Linked DNA regions of Mus musculus: regions 1 and 3 are each linked to region 2. Evidence: chromatin contacts called from public HiChIP or PLAC-seq and Micro-C data. All regions are on one chromosome and are shown on one strand. The core of a region is the stretch at or near the end of the contact, and the rest is flanking DNA. Distances in the headings are between cores, read along the strand shown.

Region 1 (3,083 bases), core at 255-2,754, 220 kb after region 2:
CTTCAGAAAATAAGGCTCTAACAGGATCTCTCTTCAAACTACACAGCAGAGCTGTGGGTGCTCAGGCCATCCTCCACCGGAAGCTGGGGACTTCCTACTCTGAGCTGGCATGTGCAGGTCTCAGTCACCCCCAGAGTAAGGCCACAGCTACTGGATAAACCTCCGGGACAGCAGTGTTTCCTCTGAGCATAAGTAACAACTACATGCTTCTGTGCTTCACACAGCTCACAAACGCCCTTTTTTTTGCACACATGAACTTGCACACATGAACACACAAAAATATAATTTAAATAAAATCTAACAGTATTTTTTTTTTCCTCTGAGACTTAAAAGCTTCCAGTTAGGCAATCTCCCCCTGAATGTCTTTTTCAGAAACATTCTGGCATTTAGATGTCAGTATTGGCTACATTTGGCAGCTGATAAATATCACAGTTCAAGCCCCTCCCGGGTTAGTTATGCCGTTACCCTCAGTTCCCAGTGGTCAGTCCCACTTCAGGCTTTTCTGAGCTCTTAAACAGCCATGCACAACCTTTGACACTGTGACACATTGTCATCTACAAAGTTCGTGCTTCAAGAACCCTGACTGAGTTATAAAAGAAAAAGCTCAGAATGTTTCAAGTGAGTTTACAGTTTTTGCTGGGCTATATCCAGCTACCCAGGTTGCAGCCAACTGTACACAGATCCACTTTTCAGTAACTGTGCGCTGTTCTTGGGAAAATACAACCCCCAACAAAAGGCCGCTCAGAAACACATCTGTACCACAAAATCTCATTGAGAAAACCTTTGATTCATGCCTTTAAATCTCTTTACATAGAAAGAACCCGCACTGAAATTTTTGGAGATTGTTAGAAGGATCTGAAAGTTCTAGAACCTTAAAAAAAAAAGTCCATGTCTTTGACTTTACAGAAACAACCTTTCATCAGACTTCATCAAGGCGAAAAGCAGCCAGGCGTCAAAAGCTTTTTAATGAGTCTTTTTGTTTTCAGCTCTTTCGTTTTCCAGCCTAGCTCTTCACTCTCTACCCATCCTCCAACCCATTTCCCATATTTTAAGTCCTCTAAAGATTAGTAACAACAGCGGCTATTTTCTTTTAAAGAACCGACTAATGGAGGTGCACAGAACGTCACATAAATTCACATTAAATTCTGGCAATACATTTATAGAAAATCAGAGACTTGGTTGGGGGTGAAATAAGTTGTCTCAGTTTGGCCAAGATTCATCTTGACACCAATGTCCCTTCCCTAACTATTACACTCTGCTCTGTTAAACACAAAGTGTTTTCTTCCCTCCTGAAGTATTTCTCTGACTAACTCCTGAACCTTCAGGAAATGTCCTAGCAGAACCAGAAGGTCCTCTTTGCTAGGTTAATGTTTTTGCCAAAACACTGACAAAAACTGTAAAGTTGAAACACTGTGGAGAGAGCCGTGACCTCTGACCCTTCCCTCCTGGCAGAGATCAGTGAGCAGGCCCTGGGAGGGGGGTTGGGGGGACGAAGCTGGGGCCAGTTTCCCAGTCCATCAGTGTGGATGAAAAGCTGTCCCCTCTGGGCATTCCCGGGCTACGATCAGTGCATCATGGAATGAGGATAAGGTTCTGGGGAGGTGAAGGCCACAGCTGTGAGGATGAGAATCAGAAATGACAGCAGGCAGAGGTGTTTACCATGATCTTCCCCTGCAGACTCTTTAGCATGTTTGCCTAAGTCTGCACAATGAACTCACCATAGCCAAAGCTAGATGGCTGTGCCCTCCATCCTGCAATGCCTACGAAGCCTCGAAATGGCTCACCTTCCCTGAACTTGCAAACTGAAATATTTCATTACACTTGGGAGGAGAGCTGGCACAAGTGGCCCAGCTCTTTCCCCACTCCATGAGGCCTAATTTTTTAGAACACATTATTAATGGTCAGGAGGCTCCAAGAAGAACTCTTCTGCCAAGATGTACTTGGCAAAGGGAATTTATCTCCTTAAACACAAGGAGGAAAAATCAGTTCCAATCTGCTTGCTAAACTTTTCACCTATTCACTCAGAAGAAAACCACAGCTGTATTTTTTGTTTTGTTTTGGAAGAAGTTTCACTCTATAATCCAGGCTGGCCTGGAATTCTCTATATAGCCTATGCTAGTCTTAAACCTAGATAATCCTCCAGCCTCAGCCTGCCCCAGCCTGCCCCAGCCTGCCCAGCCTGCCCCAGCCTGCCTCAGCCTGCCCAGCCTACCCGAGTCTGCCCCAGCCTGCCCCAGTCTGCCCAGCCTGCCCCAGTCTGCCCAGCCTGCCCCAGCCTGCCCCAGCCTGCCCCAGCCTGCCTCAGCCTGCCCAGCCTACCCGAGTCTGCCCCAGCCTACCCCAGCCTGCCCCAGCCTGCCTCAGCCTGCCCAGCCTGCCCCAGCCTGCCCCAGCCTGCCCCAGCCTGCCCCAGCCTGCCTCAGCCTGCCCAGTAGAGAAATGAGCACAGTTGATTGACCATTTCTAGTTTGTCAACTCTGCTACATTTTCTTTAAACAAAATCCCAAATGCCAAGTTGTTCAATGCACTTACCTTGATCATTAGATCCCACGTGGTCCTCCAGTCCTATCACATACTTCCCTCCTCTCAGGGGCGGAACGTGACCAGACTCGGGGTAATGAGGAAGGACTTCTCCTTCCAGAGGAGGGACAGGAACATCTGGCTCTGAAGGCACTGGCCCTGCCTCTGGATAGGACTGGGTGTTTCTGCCCCCAAGGTCTTCGTTGACTGGAGTTAGGAGAGCTGCATCTGCCTCTGGAGGAGCTGGGGCTCTGGTACCCATCTGGTCCAAAAGCTCCGCTGGGTCCCTGAAATCCAGAACCTCTCCCTCTCCCACCGGCCGCCCCTGTTTGGTTTGAGGGTCCAAAGAAGCCGATTCTGTTTCCCGGTAGGATGGCCAGTTACCAGGTGCTGGATATGGCCAAGGAGAAGCGCGGTCGGAACCTGGAGATGAGGTGCCGACGTCCACAAGGCCTGGATCAGCCTTTGAATTGAAAGACACATCAATTCTGCTGTGGCCTTCCGGGGCCTCCCCCGGTTCAACTGGTGGGTACTCAACATCCTCTTCATTCTCATCGTAGTAA
Region 2 (3,185 bases), core at 509-3,008:
AATAATTTTAGGGTTTTACATACTTAAAATATTACAAAATATATTTTACATTTTCTCTCAAACTAGTGTACTATGGATTTACTAAGCACAAGATAAATATTCAGGCTATGATAAGTAATCTAGATTGACCAATTTTTGGTATGCAGTTTTAAGCAAGGAGTTACATATCAACAAAAGGGAGACAAGTAGTTACTAATTTGTCTTTAATTTTACAAAATGATTGGATAGAAATAAAAATTCCACATGACCAAACGTAAAATGAAAACGTTTGGAATCTCAGCTCTGTTTTTTTTTTTTTTTTTTTTTTTTAAAGTTATATAAGCAAAAGCATTGTGAAGAGGATCCACAAGACCTATCCTTTTGTTTGGTGTGGAATCCAGCCGACTAAATCTTTCAGATTTCTTCTGGGTGGGTCTGATTGCTGGTGGGCTCCAGCCACCTGAGAAAAGCATCTGTCTTCCTGTCGCCATGCCAACTGCTCGGGATTTCCCCCTTTCTTTCCCATTCTTCCCAGCCATGTGGGAAGCTACACATTTCCCCACCTCGGGAGGAGCGCTACTTCTAACTACATTTGGCTCTTTCCCTCGCCTTTTGTGTGAGGCAAGACAACTGGCAATGAAATTGTCTTTTGGAATATGATTTTTCGTTCTGTTCTGTTTCCTAGCTTTTCTTACTGACGTCTTTGTGTGGTAGAGCAGGCTGGAATCCCACTGCATTTACATGGCAACCAGGAAATCAGTCATCCGACGTTGCCATGGTAACCAGAGGGGGATGGGGGAAAAGACCATTTATCACAGTGGGCTGTGTCCCTTGTTAGAAGCTTTCAGAATTTTTTAGACAAAGGTCATTCTGAAAACAGCAACCAAAAGAAAGAAAAAGGAAGGAAGGAAGGGAAGAAGGAAAAGGAAAGAAAAGCAGAGAAAGGAGAAGAAAGAAAAAGAAAAGAAGCTCGCAAACTCTGGTATGGAGACAGGCCTGTGCTGGCGCCAGCATCATGCAGCCGGAAGGTGCCGAGCCTGTGGCAGATGCCACAGAGAGCAGAGGACTTCCCCTTCTCCTCTGCTGCACAGGACACAGGGCTCTGACAGGTCAAGTCAGCTAAAGGAAGTTTTCTAACCCCAGGCTGCCTGAAGCTCGCAGCCTGCCGGGAAAGGCAGGTATCCCTGTTGCAGGAGGAGACTTTGCCTCGGTGTGGTACCGCTCTAAGTTTATGGCTGCAGTGCAAACAGAGCTCTGGGTGCTGGCCAGAGAAAAGCAGAAGGGTCTTGTTTCCTGTCACACGTGTTAGTAGTTGAAAGTAATCAGCTTTCAGATTCAAAGTGGATTTGGCTAAGTATTGTGATGTGTTTTTTATAGGCCTGGTCATTAGAGTCTTCAAGCGAGGAAGCGAGGAGGAAATGTGACAGAATCTATTTACTGGCAGATAGATGTTTGGTGACAAAGAGGAGTCTGAACCCCCATCAGGCACAGATTTCCCTTCTGGGTTTACTGGTGTGACTTTTAGAGGAAGACTGTCACACAATAAAGTGGAAGAAACACTCTTTGCTTTTAAAAGTCTTTTATTGGCAACACGGGAACAAGCCAAGAGATAGGAGTAGAGCGTTGGTGTGGCTGTAAAAGCCCTTTTCTTGTAAAATAAAGTCTTCCTTTAAAAAAAACAAAGCGGGTTGTTCTTTTCCTGTACCAGCTGAGATGAGGAAATTGTTGGCTTTCTCCTCCTCTCTGCACACTCTTCCGCTTCCACTTCCCCCTCTGTTCTCATCTCTGCACACCGCTCTGGCCTCCATCACTCACTTTCAACCTTTCATCCCCCTCCTCTCCTTCTCTCTTGTCCAGCAAATTCTCACAACCTTTATTTGAACACATACCCTGACTCTCTCCTCCATGCCTGTATTATCTGTCATCCTGAGCCATGCTTTCTAAACTAAAGTAAAAGTAGCCCAGGTTGTGGCCCAAGCCTTTGATCCCAGCCCTCGGGAGGCAGAGGCTGGGGGATTTCTGATTTTGAGGGTAGCCTGTTGTACAAAGCATTCCAAGACTGCCAGGGCTGTTACACAGAGAAAGCCCATCTCAAACACATACAACAACAAGCCAAAAAACCCGTGGGGGAGGGGCGGGAAACTTCTGATTGTAGTTGCAGTTTCCCTTTTTAAAACCTTCACTCTTATCGGGTAGCTCAGACCCTGCCATGGCCATCAGCCTGTTCCCCACGCCACCCCATGCCACCCCACTGCTGTGCACCGTGTTCACTAAATCACCATCCACCACAAAACCCGTTCAAATGTGGCTCCCGACCACCTCCCCATCCCTACTCCCCAGCTCTCTCCTGCATTCCTTCCCCATGTTCTCCCTTTGGTATTCCTTGAAAACATCTGCTGACCCCAGGGTTAGCACTTGTTGAACACTGTGCCCTAGAAACAGAAAGAAGGCTTTCTCTCACTTCCTCCCGGTAATCTATGCAGACAGCCTCCCCTACCATTCGTTTAAACTAGTCTGGAATCAAAAGGCAGGCAGTTTTGCAAGAGGGAAGGGACTGGTCACAATGGTGTGTGGAGGGTTAAGGGAACCACAGCAAGATCCAGTGTCACATGCAGACTTGAAGGAGCTGGTGTGGCAGGAGCACAGACAGCTGCAGTCCTGGAAACAGCAGGCACGTCCAGAGGACTTGTGGCTTTTGTGGAAGGAAATCAGAACCAAAGCAGTGTGGTAAGGAACATGCTGACCTCACTTGCAGCCCATTGGCCAAACGCTGATGAAAAGCAGAGGCAGAAAGAGCCACATACAGTGTTACCGCATAGCGACTTCTCCCCAACACACAGATGCTAGAAACAATAAACATTAACCATTTCTTGCAGTGTCTGTGAGTCATGAATTTGGGAGCTAGTCTTTGTAGCTTCAGGCCCCTTCTCCTGTTATAGTATAGTCAGGATGTCAGTTGTTTGAAAGCTTGCCCTGATTGGAGAGTCACTCCCAAGGTGGCTCACAAGGCTTCAGGTGGCTGCTGGCTCTTGACAGGAGATCCGGGAGCCTTTCTCTCGCCACAGAGCCTTGAGTGCCCTCACAACCTGCCACTGGGACTCACCAAATGGCTGACTCGAGAGGCCAAGCTGGGGGCTCTAGAGCATTTTGTGGCTTACCCTTAAAAGTCACACAGCTAAGTCAGTGCAAGGAGGAGACAGCTGAGT
Region 3 (3,024 bases), core at 205-2,704, 230 kb before region 2:
TGCCCAGATGTAGATGGCCAACAAGAAAACGAACTCAAGAGCATCTTCGGGAGTTCTGTGTCTGAGAATGTTGTCAAGGCTTTTTTTTTTTTTTTTTTCTTTTTCCTTTTAAACCTTACAGGCCCTTTGAGTATATATTGTGACTTCTGGTGTTGTGTTTTTATACAATTCCCATGGGTGTGGCTGTGTGTGCCTCTGTGTCTATGTGTTTCTTGTGATTTTTCTTTGGCCCTTTTCCTTCTGTTTGTTTCTTTCTATTTCAACTGGCTTGTTTTTTCTTTTTATCATATTATTACATTACATACTATTATACTACAACCCCTTAGATGCCTGCTAATTTTATTTTCTCTTCTGTGTTTATTTTGGGGTTCCTTTGTGTAGCTCTGACTGTCCTGGAGCTCACTCTATGGATCTTTGAGATGGCTTGTGTCGCCATGCCTACCTCCCAGTTTTCTAAGGAGAGACAGAAAAGAGGTCAATCTGGATGGGGGGAGGTGGGGAAGAACTGGGAGGAGTTGAGGGAGAGAAAACCATAATTAAACAATATTGTATAGAATAAACTATTTTCAATTAAAAATATTTTAAACAAAAATAAATAGATAAATAAATATATGAATAAATACCTAAATGAGTACATAAATCAATAAAAGCCAACAAGTTGGAAGATGAGGACTAACATGTAGTACAACCAATTTAAACTTATCCTCAACTAGGTGACAGATAAGTAAGACCCAGGCTCTGATTTGTTTTATTTGGCTTTGATAATTACTGGGGAGTAACCCCTAAGGTACTTTTCTAACTGCTGACCTGGCTGCCTCCCCAGCAGTGTACCCCAGATACTTGCTGTTTCTCCTGGCCACAGGCTCATGGTCCATCTCCTCTCATGATGGCTTCCTCTTTTTTTTTTTTTTTGTTCTTCCTTCTCCTCCTGGTCTCTGCTTTCTCTTCTCTACCCCCAACCTTGTAACTCAAAACCCACTTACCTCTAATCCTTCCAGTCATTGTCTGTAGCCAATTATTTTTTTAATAGTTTTTTTTTTTTAAACAAGGAACAAGATCTGCACAACAAAAGTCTGTAACTGAGAGAATTCACTCCGAGGCCTAGACCTTTTGGTACAGAATTAGCATTACAATATGTAGCAACAGACCTAACCTCAACACTAATACTCAAGGTTGCTCCTCAGATCTCTATCTGTGCTCTCTGGCACGTGCATGTATATACATGTGCTCACCACACACACACACACACACACACACACTAAAAGGAAGTGTAGGTGTAGACTCGGTTTTAAACTGGACAGTGGGTAGTCATCCCACACACAGTTCTGTCCCACTCCACAGAAACCGGGCAGAAGCTTCCCCCAGGCCAGGCTGGCAAAGCCCACCCTGGGGGTGGGGATGGGGTGGGGGTCTGTCCTGCTCTGAATCACTCTAGGCAGTGGAAAAGTGAGATGCCTCCAGAGAGGAGCCCCACCCTCATTCTGGTCCAGGTTGATTGAATCAGGCCTAGGTCTTGGCTGACTCCTTTCAGACTTCTGAGTGTGCGGTGTCTCACCCCATCCCTTTCCACTACCAACCCACTCACAGCCCAGCACTTTGTCATTTCCCATCAGAGGCTCCTCCAAGGGCCCCCACTGTCCCAAGCCACCTCATCTCACGGTCCCGTCTTAAGAACTGAGCCATAAAGGCCAAGAACATCCCAGACACACAGAAAACAATGAGTCAGCCACACCGGAAGCAAACACACAAACAGAACCAATGTCTAAGACCCACGAGCCTGAGGTGTCCTGAGACAAATTTATCCTACAGACCTTAGACGTGCAAAATGGCACCTGTAGGCTGTTTACAGAAGCCTACAATAGTTGGTTACAACTTAAATGCCCACCAGTAGGGACTAGTTGGAAATGATGCTGTATTTAAACAACAGGACCCTGCAGCTATGTAAAAGAATGGGGCAGTACTTGTTAGCATTTGTCTTTTGTGAGGTTTGTTTGTTTGTCAATTTGATACAAAGTAGAGTCATGCTGGGCATGGTGGCGCACACTTTTAATCCCAGCACTAGGGAGGCAGAGGCAGGTGGATTTCTGAGTTCGAGGCCAGCCTGGTCTACAAAGTGAGTTCCAGGACAGCCAGGGCTATACAGAGAAACCCTGTCTTGAAAAACCAAAAACCAAACCAAACCAAACCAAACCAAAAAAAACCAAGGTAGAGTCATCTAGGAAGAAAGACTGTCAGCTGAGGGATTGCCATCAGATTGGCCTGTAGGCAAATCTGTGGGGATGGTTTCTTGTGGGAGGGTCCAGCCCACTATGGGCAGTGCCACCCCTGGACAGGTGGTACCGGGGTGTTGTGCTGGTTGTTTTTGTCAACTTGACACAAACATATCTGGGAAGAGGATAATCTCAATTGAGAAAATGCCTCTGTAACACTGGCCTGTCGGCAACTCTGTGGGCATTTTCTTGATGAATATAGATATGGAAAGGCCCCACCAACTGTGAGTGCTGCCAGCCCTAGGCAAGGAGTTCTTGATGGTAATGAACAAGCAGGCTGAGCCAGCCACAGGATGCAAGCCCGTAGGCAGCGTTTCCCGTGGCTTCTGCTTTAGTTTCTGCCCCCAGGTTCCTCCCTGAGTTCCTGTCCTGACTTCCCTTCAAGCTGTAAGATGATATAAACCTGTCCTCCCTGGGTTGCTTTTGGTCATAGTATTTATCACGGCAGCAGAAAAGCAAACAAGGGTAGGGAGAAATCTTTTTGTACTGACAGAACAACCTTCAAGGTGCAAATGGTGCTAGGCGGGGTGTCTGGGGAGAATCCCTTCCCCAGGGAGAGGCAAACAACACCAGCCATCTCCTTACAAGGTCCGTTCTCTCCTGGGAACCTGCAAGTGAACTGGGTGAGGGATGACTGACAGGTTCCCGAGTGACCCCACAGCAACAGTATAGGAAAGCCATCATGGATGGAACCCCTCTCCCATTAGCCTCCCGAGTCTAGCCTCCTCACCCTCTCCTCATCCACAAACGTGGA

What was found. A called contact is a pair of places that touch in the nucleus more often than the background predicts. HiChIP or PLAC-seq counts read pairs in DNA pulled down with a chosen protein or histone mark.
Region 1: a contact with region 2 is called in an H3K27ac HiChIP or PLAC-seq map of embryonic stem cells, with 2.0 times the contacts expected there. The contact joins two enhancer-like sites. A contact is called at or near these places in 2 of 39 promoter capture datasets (cranial neural crest and maxillary cranial neural crest), 2 of 484 Hi-C or Micro-C datasets (both in the G1E-ER4 cell line) and 5 of 115 datasets of contacts at active chromatin or transcription factors (embryonic stem cells and microglia).
Region 3: a contact with region 2 is called in a Micro-C map of embryonic stem cells, with 3 times the contacts expected there. The contact joins two enhancer-like sites. A contact is called at or near these places in 1 of 39 promoter capture datasets (maxillary cranial neural crest), 1 of 484 Hi-C or Micro-C datasets (embryonic stem cells) and 3 of 115 datasets of contacts at active chromatin or transcription factors (astrocytes and embryonic stem cells).

What each region holds. Positions count from the first base shown.
Region 1 is chr14:19,768,387-19,771,469 of GRCm38.p6, reverse strand. It overlaps Nid2 (nidogen 2), which reads right to left. Exons shown (of 21, transcript NM_008695.2): 4 at 2,533-3,083. Among named protein-coding and RNA genes, the nearest start is that of Nid2, 19 kb to the right of the region's middle. Within about 2 kb of position 1,504, at least 48 of the 459 cell types and tissues checked have an H3K27ac peak or open chromatin away from gene starts, as enhancers often do. A contact at or near this core is called in embryonic stem cells, where this site is marked.
Region 2 is chr14:19,984,779-19,987,963 of GRCm38.p6, reverse strand. No RefSeq gene overlaps it. Among named protein-coding and RNA genes, the nearest start is that of Gng2, 9.1 kb to the right of the region's middle. RefSeq lists an enhancer at 1-3,185. Within about 2 kb of position 1,758, at least 311 of the 459 cell types and tissues checked have an H3K27ac peak or open chromatin away from gene starts, as enhancers often do. A contact at or near this core is called in embryonic stem cells, where this site is marked.
Region 3 is chr14:20,215,566-20,218,589 of GRCm38.p6, reverse strand. No RefSeq gene overlaps it. Among named protein-coding and RNA genes, the nearest start is that of Kcnk5, 35 kb to the right of the region's middle. Within about 2 kb of position 1,454, at least 32 of the 459 cell types and tissues checked have an H3K27ac peak or open chromatin away from gene starts, as enhancers often do. A contact at or near this core is called in embryonic stem cells, where this site is marked.